Regions from separate parts of the Mus musculus genome. Here region 1 is linked to region 2. The links are chromatin contacts, called in public promoter capture Hi-C maps. All regions are on one chromosome and are shown on one strand. Each heading gives the region's core, a stretch centred on a gene start, on an enhancer-like site or on the middle of the called end of the contact. The rest is flanking DNA. Distances are from core to core; before and after follow the strand shown. Region 1 overlaps Adamts17 (a disintegrin-like and metallopeptidase (reprolysin type) with thrombospondin type 1 motif, 17). Region 2 holds the start of Adamts17 (a disintegrin-like and metallopeptidase (reprolysin type) with thrombospondin type 1 motif, 17).

The links. Promoter capture Hi-C pulls out the DNA fragments that hold promoters and counts their contacts.
Region 1: a contact with region 2 is called in a promoter capture Hi-C map of hippocampal neurons, with 4 times the contacts expected there. The contact joins the enhancer-like site here to the promoter of Adamts17 in region 2. A contact is called at or near these places in 11 of 39 promoter capture datasets (the 3T3-L1 cell line, cranial neural crest, embryonic stem cells and 6 more), 12 of 484 Hi-C or Micro-C datasets (embryonic fibroblasts, liver, nephron progenitors and 2 more), 4 of 115 datasets of contacts at active chromatin or transcription factors (PVALB interneurons, SST interneurons, double positive thymocytes and 1 more) and 2 of 9 other capture datasets (adipose tissue and pancreatic islet).

Annotation. Positions count from the first base shown.
Region 1 is chr7:67,021,357-67,026,583 of GRCm38.p6, forward strand. The region is part of intron 10 of Adamts17 (a disintegrin-like and metallopeptidase (reprolysin type) with thrombospondin type 1 motif, 17); the gene reads left to right. Among named protein-coding and RNA genes, the nearest start is that of Gm33627, 180 kb to the left of the region's middle. Within about 2 kb of position 3,730, at least 34 of the 459 cell types and tissues checked have an H3K27ac peak or open chromatin away from gene starts, as enhancers often do. A contact at or near this core is called in PVALB interneurons, SST interneurons, embryonic limb bud and 4 more, where this site is marked.
Region 2 is chr7:66,838,099-66,843,063 of GRCm38.p6, forward strand. Adamts17 (a disintegrin-like and metallopeptidase (reprolysin type) with thrombospondin type 1 motif, 17) reads left to right here and starts at 1,637. Exons shown (of 23, transcript NM_001033877.4): 1 at 1,637-1,813; 2 at 2,150-2,520. The coding sequence starts at 1,738. It overlaps Gm33627 (a long non-coding RNA gene), which reads right to left and starts at 1,693. Exons shown (of 4, transcript XR_391554.2): 1 at 1,609-1,693; 2 at 614-698.

The DNA of each region.
Region 1 (5,227 bases), core at 2,480-4,979, 190 kb after region 2:
TATTCTGTCTGGGGTCAATTACATTACCACAAACATTACAGTTACATTAGTTAGTATTTAAAAAATAGAGGAAAAAGTGCCTTCCCTTCACATGTTCTTAAATACTTTAAGGATGCTGGCGTTAGCTGTTCCTCAGAAGTTAAGTAGAAGTGCCTGTGAGAAGAGCAGTGTCAAGGATCTGTTAGGATGCCCATGGGGCCTTTCTAGGTCTCCTCCATAGCTCAGTCTGTAGTCAGAGAGAGGAGAGAAAGGATTAATGAATTAGGGGATTGGCTGGATTGATTAGTTAATTAAGCAGTAATTAGTGTTTTTATAGAATGCCTGATGATGAACAATTAAGGGGACGTATTCCGTTCATCTAACAGTTGAAGGAAAATGGCTATCGTGGCAAGCATGGTCACAGCCGCTTGAGCCGCCTGGTGACGCTGCATCCAGTCAGGATTGGAAGCACAGGAAGTCCTTGTGCTCAGGTAGCTTTCTACTCTTTTCTACAGTGCAGTACGAAAACCCAAGACGGGCACCGCCCACCTGAACTCCGAGGAAGGCTGATGACCCCTCACAGGCACAGAAGGAGCCAGCCTAGTCTAGATAATCCCTCACCTCACAGGTGTGTCCAGAGGCTTGCCTCTTAGCTGATTCTAGATCCTGTGAAATTGATAATCAGTAGTAGTCATTACAATGGGTGTGTATGTGTGTGAGGCCAGAGATCTGAGTCAGGTTCAGCCTCAGTCACTCACAATGTTATTGTTGTTTGAGTCAGGTTCTCAGTATGTAGTCTTGGCTGGCCTGGAGCTTGCTGTGTAGACGAAGCTGAACTCACAGAGATGCTAAAGTTTTGATCATCTTGGTGGCAATGGTCATGTTCATTGCCACAGACCACCCCAGTTGGGTTTGGTGGTCCCTGGAATGAGGGTCCTCGAAGCTAGATGGGTAAGGATTCAGCGGTGACAAACAGAAACAAATACAGAGGCAGTTTGAATCTGAGTGTATTTTGCAGATCTCAAGCAGGAGTTTTTATACAATAAAAGAACAAATATCACAACTCTTAGATGTGTTCAGTGAAGCAATCACAAATACCATCATATCATTTGGCACATTAAAGCACAAAAATCAAGCAGACATTACAACTCTGAAAAGATGTATTCAGTAAATCACAAACAGAACAGGTGACATCATGATTAATAGAAATCATCCAAGTGTAACAACGCTGAAAGGGTGTATTCAGTGGGGCAGTCATCCAAGACTAGTGGCATAATTTCAAGAGCAGATTACTAAATCTTTATGATCAATTATTATTAAACATCTAATGCCGGATTTTTTTAAAGTAAATTTTCAACGCATAAATTTAAAGTATTTTAATTCTTTTTATTTAAGGCTTTCTTTACCATGTCCCAAAGCCCACCTCCAATGACACACGTGTAGCCATATTAAAATTTATTGTTGGGAAAGATTTTATCTGTCGTAATGCTATTATATAATTTTGTAAATGATTTATAAAGTAAAGCGGTGGTTTTCCTAGAGATAAGGTCATGTTAGTGACCCTGTCTCAAGGGACGGTTTCTTACCCATTATACTTGTATAAGATCTTAGCCTACGCTACCAATAATATGTAAATAAGAAAAGGAATAAGAGAAAACAAAACAGATAAATTGTCATGAGAACTATGGCTCAATATTTTGCTCTGGCCAAGAGTTCCACAACCGGTTCCAGGAGACCTCCATCTTTTGAAGTCTGTCGCCTCAGTCTGTGGAACTTGTCACACAGATTCTACTGGGGTTGGTGTGGCAGTTCATGGTACTGACCACTGAAGCAGAGTTCTACTCATACCAAGAGAGGGCTCTGTGCACAGTTCCTTTTACTTTACAAGACACAGTCTTCTTAAATTGCTCAGGCTGGCCTTGAACTCAGTCTGTAGCCAAAGTGAATCTTGAACCTTATTGGGGCTACATTTTATGAATATTCCATGACTGTTAAAGATGTGTCTTGCTGGGCAGTGGTGGCGCACACCTTTAATCCCAGCACTTGGGAGGCACAGGCAGGCGGATTTCTGAGTTCAAGGCCAGCCTGGTCTACAGAGTGAATTCCATGACAGCCAGGGTTACACAGAGAAACCCTGTCTCGAAAAACAAAACAAAAAACAAACAAACAAAAAAAAAGTGTCTTGATGGCCTGGAGAGATGGCTCAGAGGTTAAGAGCACTGACTGCTCTTCTAGAAGTCTTGAGTTCAATTCCCAGCAACCACATGGTGGCTCACAACCATCTGTAATGGAATTTGATGCCCTCTTCCATTGTGTCTGAAGACAGCTACTGTGTACTCATATACATAAAATAAATAAATAAGTCTTTTAAAAAGATGAGTCTTGACATGCTTGTTTTAAGCTGGAACTTTTCTTATCAATTCTGTTATTTACATCTCTTGTATCAATTATTACATGACTGTTGAATTTTTCATGGGCTAAGAAAGACCATTAAATTATTATACTAATTTCTTTTTTGTTGCTTACCCTTATATCCCAAGTCAGTTTTGTTTAATGAAATTTAATACTATGTACTTTTTGGGGCATAGATACTACATGGCCATCGAGGGTCATATATCCTTATATTATTTCATGCCTCAGGCTCAGGGTTCAAGTTGGACTGACATTAGAATTGATGTTCTCCTTTGCCTTTATTTTGGCTTCCAAATCACATTAAATGATTGTTACACAGCACATAGCAGAGCTTAAGTTGTGATCTAATATGAAGGATTTATCTTAGGAAACAAGGTTAGCTCATTTGTTTCTATGTCAGATGATTCTTGGTGTAGGTTCTGTTTTTCTGGTTTTTTTTTTTTTTGTTGTTGTTTTTTTTTTTTTTTTCTGGCTTCTCTTGCTTTTCTGTTAGCGTTTCTTTTGTAGAAGTTTGGGACTCTTTCCAGTGATCTCCTCTATTACACATTGTATATAAAATTAATCCTCCATGTTTTTATTCTCTAGACACGTACGAAAATATCTCTTGTCTTTGATGTTTGGAAAAGTACTAAAAAATGTATCTGTGTTTGTTCACTATTGTGTCTTAACAAACTTCCACAAAATATGGCCATTTTAAACAAAACGTATCTATTATCATTCAGGCTCTGAGGGTTAGGGATAAAGACATGGCTCCGCCAGGCTTTCACGTCTCAGCAATTTTACAAGGTTATGGGGAGGGCATAGGCCTGGCCTGCAGTCTCATCTAAAGCTCAGCTGGGGACATGTTTGTTGCCGGACTCACTGGCTTACTGGGAACTTGTTGGAAAGCCACTGTTCCCTGTAGGTTGTTGGAGCAAAAGCCGAAGTTTCATGCTGTCTTCTTTGTCAGGCTGCGCTCAGTTCATGGTAGCATGATCTTTTCCAACATGGCAGCTAGTCTGACCAAAGAAGGCAAGCCTAGAAATCAATTCAGGGAGCCTTTACAGAGATGAGAGTGTTGTGTGTGATAATCATGATGTCACATCCTGCCATTTGTGCTGCATTCTGTGGATTAAAAGTGAGTCAGAGACAAGGAAAAGTGGGGGGCATGGTCATCTGCAAAGATGAATGGGGAAATCAACAACTTCATCCACTCAGGTTGCAGAACTGTTAACAGCTTGGCCATCAACTCCTCCAGACATTCCACGGGAAAGGCAGAGAGAAAAGTACAGACAATCAAATACTGCAGAGGAGCCAGCAGCAGTGTAGGCTCTTGCAGAGTACATATTGCTAGCAGGCACCTAAAATGCTTGGAGAACAGGGAAGAGGACCAGGCAGAGAATGATGCAAGTGTTGAGGACGATGCCAAGTTTAGCTGAGCATGCTTTAGAAACCATCCTGGAGAAGTACTGCAGGTGGCCACACATGGGGCCACGGCACCATCTAAAGCCTCCTTTATGCTGACTCCCCCTTTTAAAAACCAAACCCACGTGTCTGATTCCCAACACCAGAGTTTTGCCTGTGCTTGCAGTGTAGGCAAACGAAATCCTACTGTTGTAACCATGATCTGTCTGCTCTGATGCCAAAGCATTTGGCTTGCTCTTACCTTCATGATAACTCACGTCGTATTGAAAACAAGCATTCCTGACATCTTCACAGAACATATATTCAGACTTCTTTCCAGTATATTCTTGGGAGTGAGATTATAGATATGACTGTATATAGTGCCTGTAAGAAATATTGATGAATAATTTTGCAAAGTTGTTCAAAAAGTCCAAATGTTAACATCAGTATACAACAGTTCCTGTTGGCTGTATCCTTGTCAAGGTTTGAAATTCCCCATCTTTTTCCACTCTGTGTACAAGCATCTAAACTTGGTCTTAATTTGCCTTTGCTTGATGGCCGAATCAGTTTGGGCATATTTTCAGATGCTTAATTGCCATTTAAATGTCTTCTTATGAAATGCTCAGGTCTTCTGCCCATTTTCCCACTAGGTCTTTTTTCTTATTCGATCTGTAATAGTTTTGGTTTGTTGTTCTCTTTTTTAAAAAAAAAATTGTCCTAGATATGTTTTGTTGGCTATCTTTATTGCAAATACCTCCCCCTCATCTATTGCAAACACTTTCTCTGATATTCTTATACTTGCCTTTTAATAAACACATTCATTTTAATGGAGCATAATTCATTTCTAGTTTCTCCTCCTTTGTTGTTGGTACTGTTTAAGAAGGCTCTGCCTAACTGCCCACTCTTTGACTTTGATAATTAGGAAAATTTCATGAGACAGCCCTGTCCATAAACTTCACGATAAACAGTTTGCCCTAGTCCCTTCCTCTTTCTCCTAATCCTAAGCTTTCCTGCCCCCCAGTTGCGCTCCTGGGTCTGCCTTGTGTCATGAGCATGTGTCTGAACATCCGCCACGTCACTCTGGAGGAACTCTTAGGTGAGAGTTCGAGGGATCAGGCTTTTAATGAGGTGCCATCATCTTTATGGGAGCAGCTGTGCGGCATTCGGGTTCTCATCTTTTTACCGTTCCATGGAGAGGTACACAGTAATGGGAACGGGTAGATCTCTCTGGACCCACATGTACAGTGACCCGCTTCAGTCGCTGACTCGTTCAAAGGCTCAGCCCGGCTCCCACATACTTGAGAAGTGAGAAGGAGCTGCCAGCTTTCCTCTGCTTGTTGTAAGAGCCCCCTCCGTCGCTGTTTTCCTTCCTTTCTACTTTATTTTTGTCCCTCCAATCTCCACACATTTCTTTCCTTTAGACAGTGCAGTTACACATCTGCTTGGTGCAGAT
Region 2 (4,965 bases), core at 387-2,886:
GTATCTCCATCCTGGAGTCAGTTGTGCTAATATCTGGGGCCCTGTTACAGGAGGAGTCTCTGAAACATCTGATTTAATCAATCACTTTTCTTCTTTTATTCATATATTCAGTAAATCTAACAAAGTGCTAATGGTATGTCAGGTATCTCGCAGACCCTTGTTATTATTTTCAAGAGTAGTCCAAATGATTAGAAGTTCACCCTCCAAGGGGAGGCAGTATAGCTTAGCTCCTTGATTTACAGAGAAAAAACTGAACAACTCTCAGAAGAAAAACATTCCTGGGCTGTCAGAATAGCTAGCTGCTGTCTGACCACACACACACACACACACACACACACACACTCACACAGGGCTAAGGCTTCTCCTTTTCTTCCTGTTTCCCATGACATGGTTGAGGTCACAGTCAAATTCTCATGGTCAAGTGAGGCAAAGCCCTACTCATTCATAGCCACCAACAGAGCCTGACCCATGCTGCCAGTCACCCGAGGGTGCCAACCGGTGAGTGACAGCCACTAGATCAGAGACTGGCTCGGCAGCACATTCTGTGATACGCCTTTGTGGAGAGCTGCAGACAGCTTACCAGGACAGGGGCACCAAACTTAGGGAAACTCACCAGTGTTTACCTCGTCTCTGGATGCTTTCTGGTAATTCAGCCCTGTGATGAAGTCTGGATCCTGTGATGAGGGGTGAGTAGGGGCCTTTTTGAAAACAAGCAAGCAAACAGACAAAAAGGGAGAGATGAGGAGCCATCTGTGACTGCTGTGGTATCCCTGTGCTCAGTCAGTCCTGCTATCTGTAGGACAATTTTAAAGAGGCCAATGGGATTACCCATAGGGGTCTGCTAGGGATAATATCTGGCTAGATTCTGCTGGAAAATTGAACACTCATTCTGTTCGTGAAAGGCTGGGTTCAAGTTCAGGCTCTGCCTCTCAGCTCTCCAGGGTCCTGCGATGCAAAGCGCAGCTAATATACCTCCCTAAACACACCTGACCTAAAGTCAGGATCACAGACACAAGACACGGCTCTGACAGATACTAGCTGTCCAATTTAAGCAGGCTCCTTACATTTCCTTTTTCTCAGTTTCCCAGTCTTCAGGGGAGTGTTATTATGCTCTCACCTTCTTGGATTCTGTGAAAGTATAGACTGCAAGAAGCCTGCGGGGTGTGGACAAACACCATAGATATAGAAGTCAGGCATGAATTCAGGTGTGCTAGGAACACTGGGCTGCGTCTTTCCAGCCCAAACTAATCAAAAATAGGAGTCACTTCAATACATAGAGATTTTCTTTTTCTTGTACTGAACTGGTTGGTCTGGCCTATCTTCCTAGGAAGCCTCAAAGGTGATCTCCCAAATGTGAACAAACTGAAGACCAGGCTGGTGTCCTCCTGGCTGCTCCAAGATGCTGCAGCTGAGCCGGCTCGCGCCTGCCACCTGGTGTCACAGCCTACCTACTGCCTAGAAACCACGTGTAAGAAAGTGCTTACAACCTAACTACGCACGTTGGTTTCGACCGGCCCTAACCAATACGGACAGGGAAGGCGGGGCAGAGAAAAGCAAAAGCCCAATCACCGCCTACTTTCCAAGGAGAAGGTGGGGCTTAGTATTTACCATGTTGGGTTTGTCCGCAGCGCTAATTACTTTTTCCAAAGGCTGCAGGGCTGCACTCCGGTTGGCTTCGCCGCCTCGCGAGTCCCTGCTCTATCACTACAGTCTTGGGGGCTGCTGGTCCCAAGTACCATGTGTGACGGCACCCTGCTGCCCCCTCTCGTCCTGTCCTTGCTGCTGCTGGTGTGGGGGCTGGACCCGGGCACAGGTAGCGTTCCTAGCTCTCGCGGCCACCTTCCCGGTGCCTTCCCGAAGCATCCCGGCGCCCGGGTGCATAGGTGGACCGCTGACAGCATCCCCTGAGGAGGAGAGTGAAGGCCGCGGCCGGAGAACTGGTCTCTGGTTCCCTCTCGGCACGCGGATGGCGAGCTGACCCCCGGTGCGATCGAGTGGCTTCGCCAGCTTGGAGAGGCCCGGCTCGGGGAGGGAAGGGAGTGCGGGGTCACGGCTGCGCGATACCCACGGAGCCTTGCGAGTCAGCGCCGGAGCGGCCGGCAGCCCTGGTGGCCAGGCTGGTGCTGACGCGTGTCCTCTCTCCCCGCAGCTGTCGGCGACGCGGCGGCCGACGTGGAGGTGGTGCTCCCGAGGCGGCTGCGCCCCGAGGACGTGCACCTGCAGTTGCTGCCGGGAGCAGCGGGGCTCCGGCGGTGGCGGCGACCGCGAGCATCTCCAGGTGGCCATCGAGCAGGGCAAGGAGAGCGCGCCCTGCTACTGCACCTGCCGGCCTTTGGGCGCGACCTATACCTGCAGCTGCATCGCGACCTGCGTTTCCTGTCCCCAGGCTTCGAGGTGGAGGAGGCGGGTGTCTCGGGGCGCAGCGGACATCCTGCCGAGCTGTGCTTCTACTCCGGACGAGTCCTGGGCCACCCGGGCTCCCTCGTCTCCCTCAGCGCCTGCGGCGCCGCCGGCGGCCTGGTATTGCCCGCGCCCCCTATGGGTCTGCCTTGCCCAGTCTGTTACTTCTCCTGGGGTGGTCCCGCGGAGGGCTGGGCGGGAGAAGACCTACCTTCCCATCTCCTTCACTTGGCCCTTTCAGACTGTGCCTTCCTAGGAGAGAGAACACAGGGGAAGGCCTGTTATTGTCCTGGCTTCTGTTGTGTCCTGAACCTGGCCGAGGTGGGGTTGCATTGAGAAATTAGCTATAGCTCACCTAGAGGAAAGAATATGAACCTGTCGTTCCCACTCTGACAGCATCAGCACAGGTGTGTATGTTTTCTGCACGTTATGGGGAAGCTCTAAAGTGTTCATTCCCTGTCTAGGAATGGGGTATCTAAGCACTTCTCTTCTGTCCCTTGAGCCTTCTTACATTAGGAGGGGACCCCAGGCAGGCCATGGTTAGTCTCATTTTTGCTAGCTGAAAAGGTAAGACCAAGAGAGGAACTGTTGTCAGTATCTCTAGTGCCTTACTCTGCAGTAGGTATTTATTTATCTGGATGCTCCCTCGGTGAGAACTGTGCGGTGCTCACCTGTCCCAGGGGAAAGCCCTGCTCTTACTCTTTTTCTTCTCGAAGACCTTGCCTCGCCTTGTTGAGACACCTGTGACAAGTGCACGGAGAGGCACAGAAGTTTGGGGTGGTTTTGCTGTCTTTGTGCTCACACTTGAGCACTTGGCTACGTTGGTGCCCAGCCAAGTTCTTCTCTGCTTCTCCAGGGTGCCCCCAAGAAGAGCACGTGGCTGGCAGATGGTTTGCCCTCCCCACCCCCCAAAGCCTGGCATCACTCAGTTTACAATGTCTGTGCTGTTTCCCTACATTTGTCACAGCAGACCTCTGGGGTAGTGGGCCAGAGAAGCCACCCCTTCACTTGCTTTCTATCACCACCTACACAGCCAGGAGCACAGCGTGAAAGCCCAAGACTCCGAGATTTTGCTCGATACTTCTGCTTTCTTAGTACTGGGTCAGGGTTGGGGGACCTGTGGATGTAATTTCTGAGGAGCAGCCTAATTTTCAGGAATCTTTAAAGGTCTCATTTCAGGGTATGGGTTACTTTTGTTTAACTGGGAGACATTGGTAGTCTTGGCAAAAGAAGGCAAAGCAGATTGTGGTGGGGTCTGGTAGGTGTTATCGTTGAACGGGGGGACAAAGGGTGTGGGCTGTGGGCGAGGAGGCTTAAGTGGAGTGAGAAAGGCTCAGATCACTGTAGGACTCGGGTCAGCGCTGTATCATGTTCTGGGAGGGACTCAGAGGCCCACATCATTTCTCCCATTTTTTTGCCAAAGTGTTTCAAGTCTAGGTCACACCCCCGTACGGTGCATAGAAACATCTGAATCCCATTTGCTGCGGTTTCGTGAGTTTCTGGAGAGGTCAGAGTTTATACTTCTTGGTGTAAAGTTTCCAGCGAGGAGCTATCTGTGAAGGAGCCCAGGCTGGAAATCTGGAGAACATTGATGTAGAGTCCTCCCAGAGTGGCTGCTCAGCCTCCTCTCATGGCATCTGAGCCAACTTTTCAGGAAGACTGCGCTGCCCTTTGGCACCATGTGAGGGCGCTGTGCCTTAGAGAAAGGAACCCGGCCAAGACTCTTGAGTTCACCCCAGTTGCGGGTGGAATTCTAAGTCTTTAGATTTTTCAATTCCAGTTTGAGGAGACACTGCTGTTGTTTAGTCTGCCTTACTCATCCTGTTCGTGCAAGCTGCACATTGGACACTCTCCTCGAGTACACGTAGGCAGAGGCTGAGAGCGGGAGGGAAGAGACATGACTGGGAGCCGGTCTCTTAGCATAAGCTACTTGAGATTGGCCTGCACCCCACCTTTGGCTTGGTTGTCCACCCAGGTGGGTGGTAAGTTGTGCTAGGTCCCTTGACTAGGCCAGAAGCTCTCTGAAGTGTGCAGTTATGTGTGTGTTTGCCAGGATAGTCCCAGCTACCAGACATGGGTAGGGGCCATGGTCCAGAAGATAGCTCTTGTTAGCTATTGGGTGGGGGTATTCTGAAAGCCTTCTTGTCTCCAAAGACTAATGTTGTGCAGATATTAGCAGGCTTTTCCCAGAAAGTGAGTATTTTATACTTTATGAGCCATCTAGTCTCAGTCATGTCTCTCAGTGCTGCCCTTTTTGAGTGACAACACATATAGGAGGCATATAAATATGTGGGTGTGGCTCTGCTCAACCTCCTCTATCCTGGATGCTGGCTAGTATTTCGGCCGTTAGTATGTTTTGCCATGGCCAATGCCTACAAATGGCTGTGTCTTCAAGGGGCAGGACTAGTGTACACTCTGTCTGTCTTCCTTGCATTTGTGCAGTCTGTGCTCAGAGATGCTGGGAGTCTGTTTAAGGGGAGCTACAGTACCAGGACAGAGCACGGCTAAATTGTTTATAGGGCACAGAGTATAACTCACCCCCTTCCCCCGTGTTGGCAGCAGGCA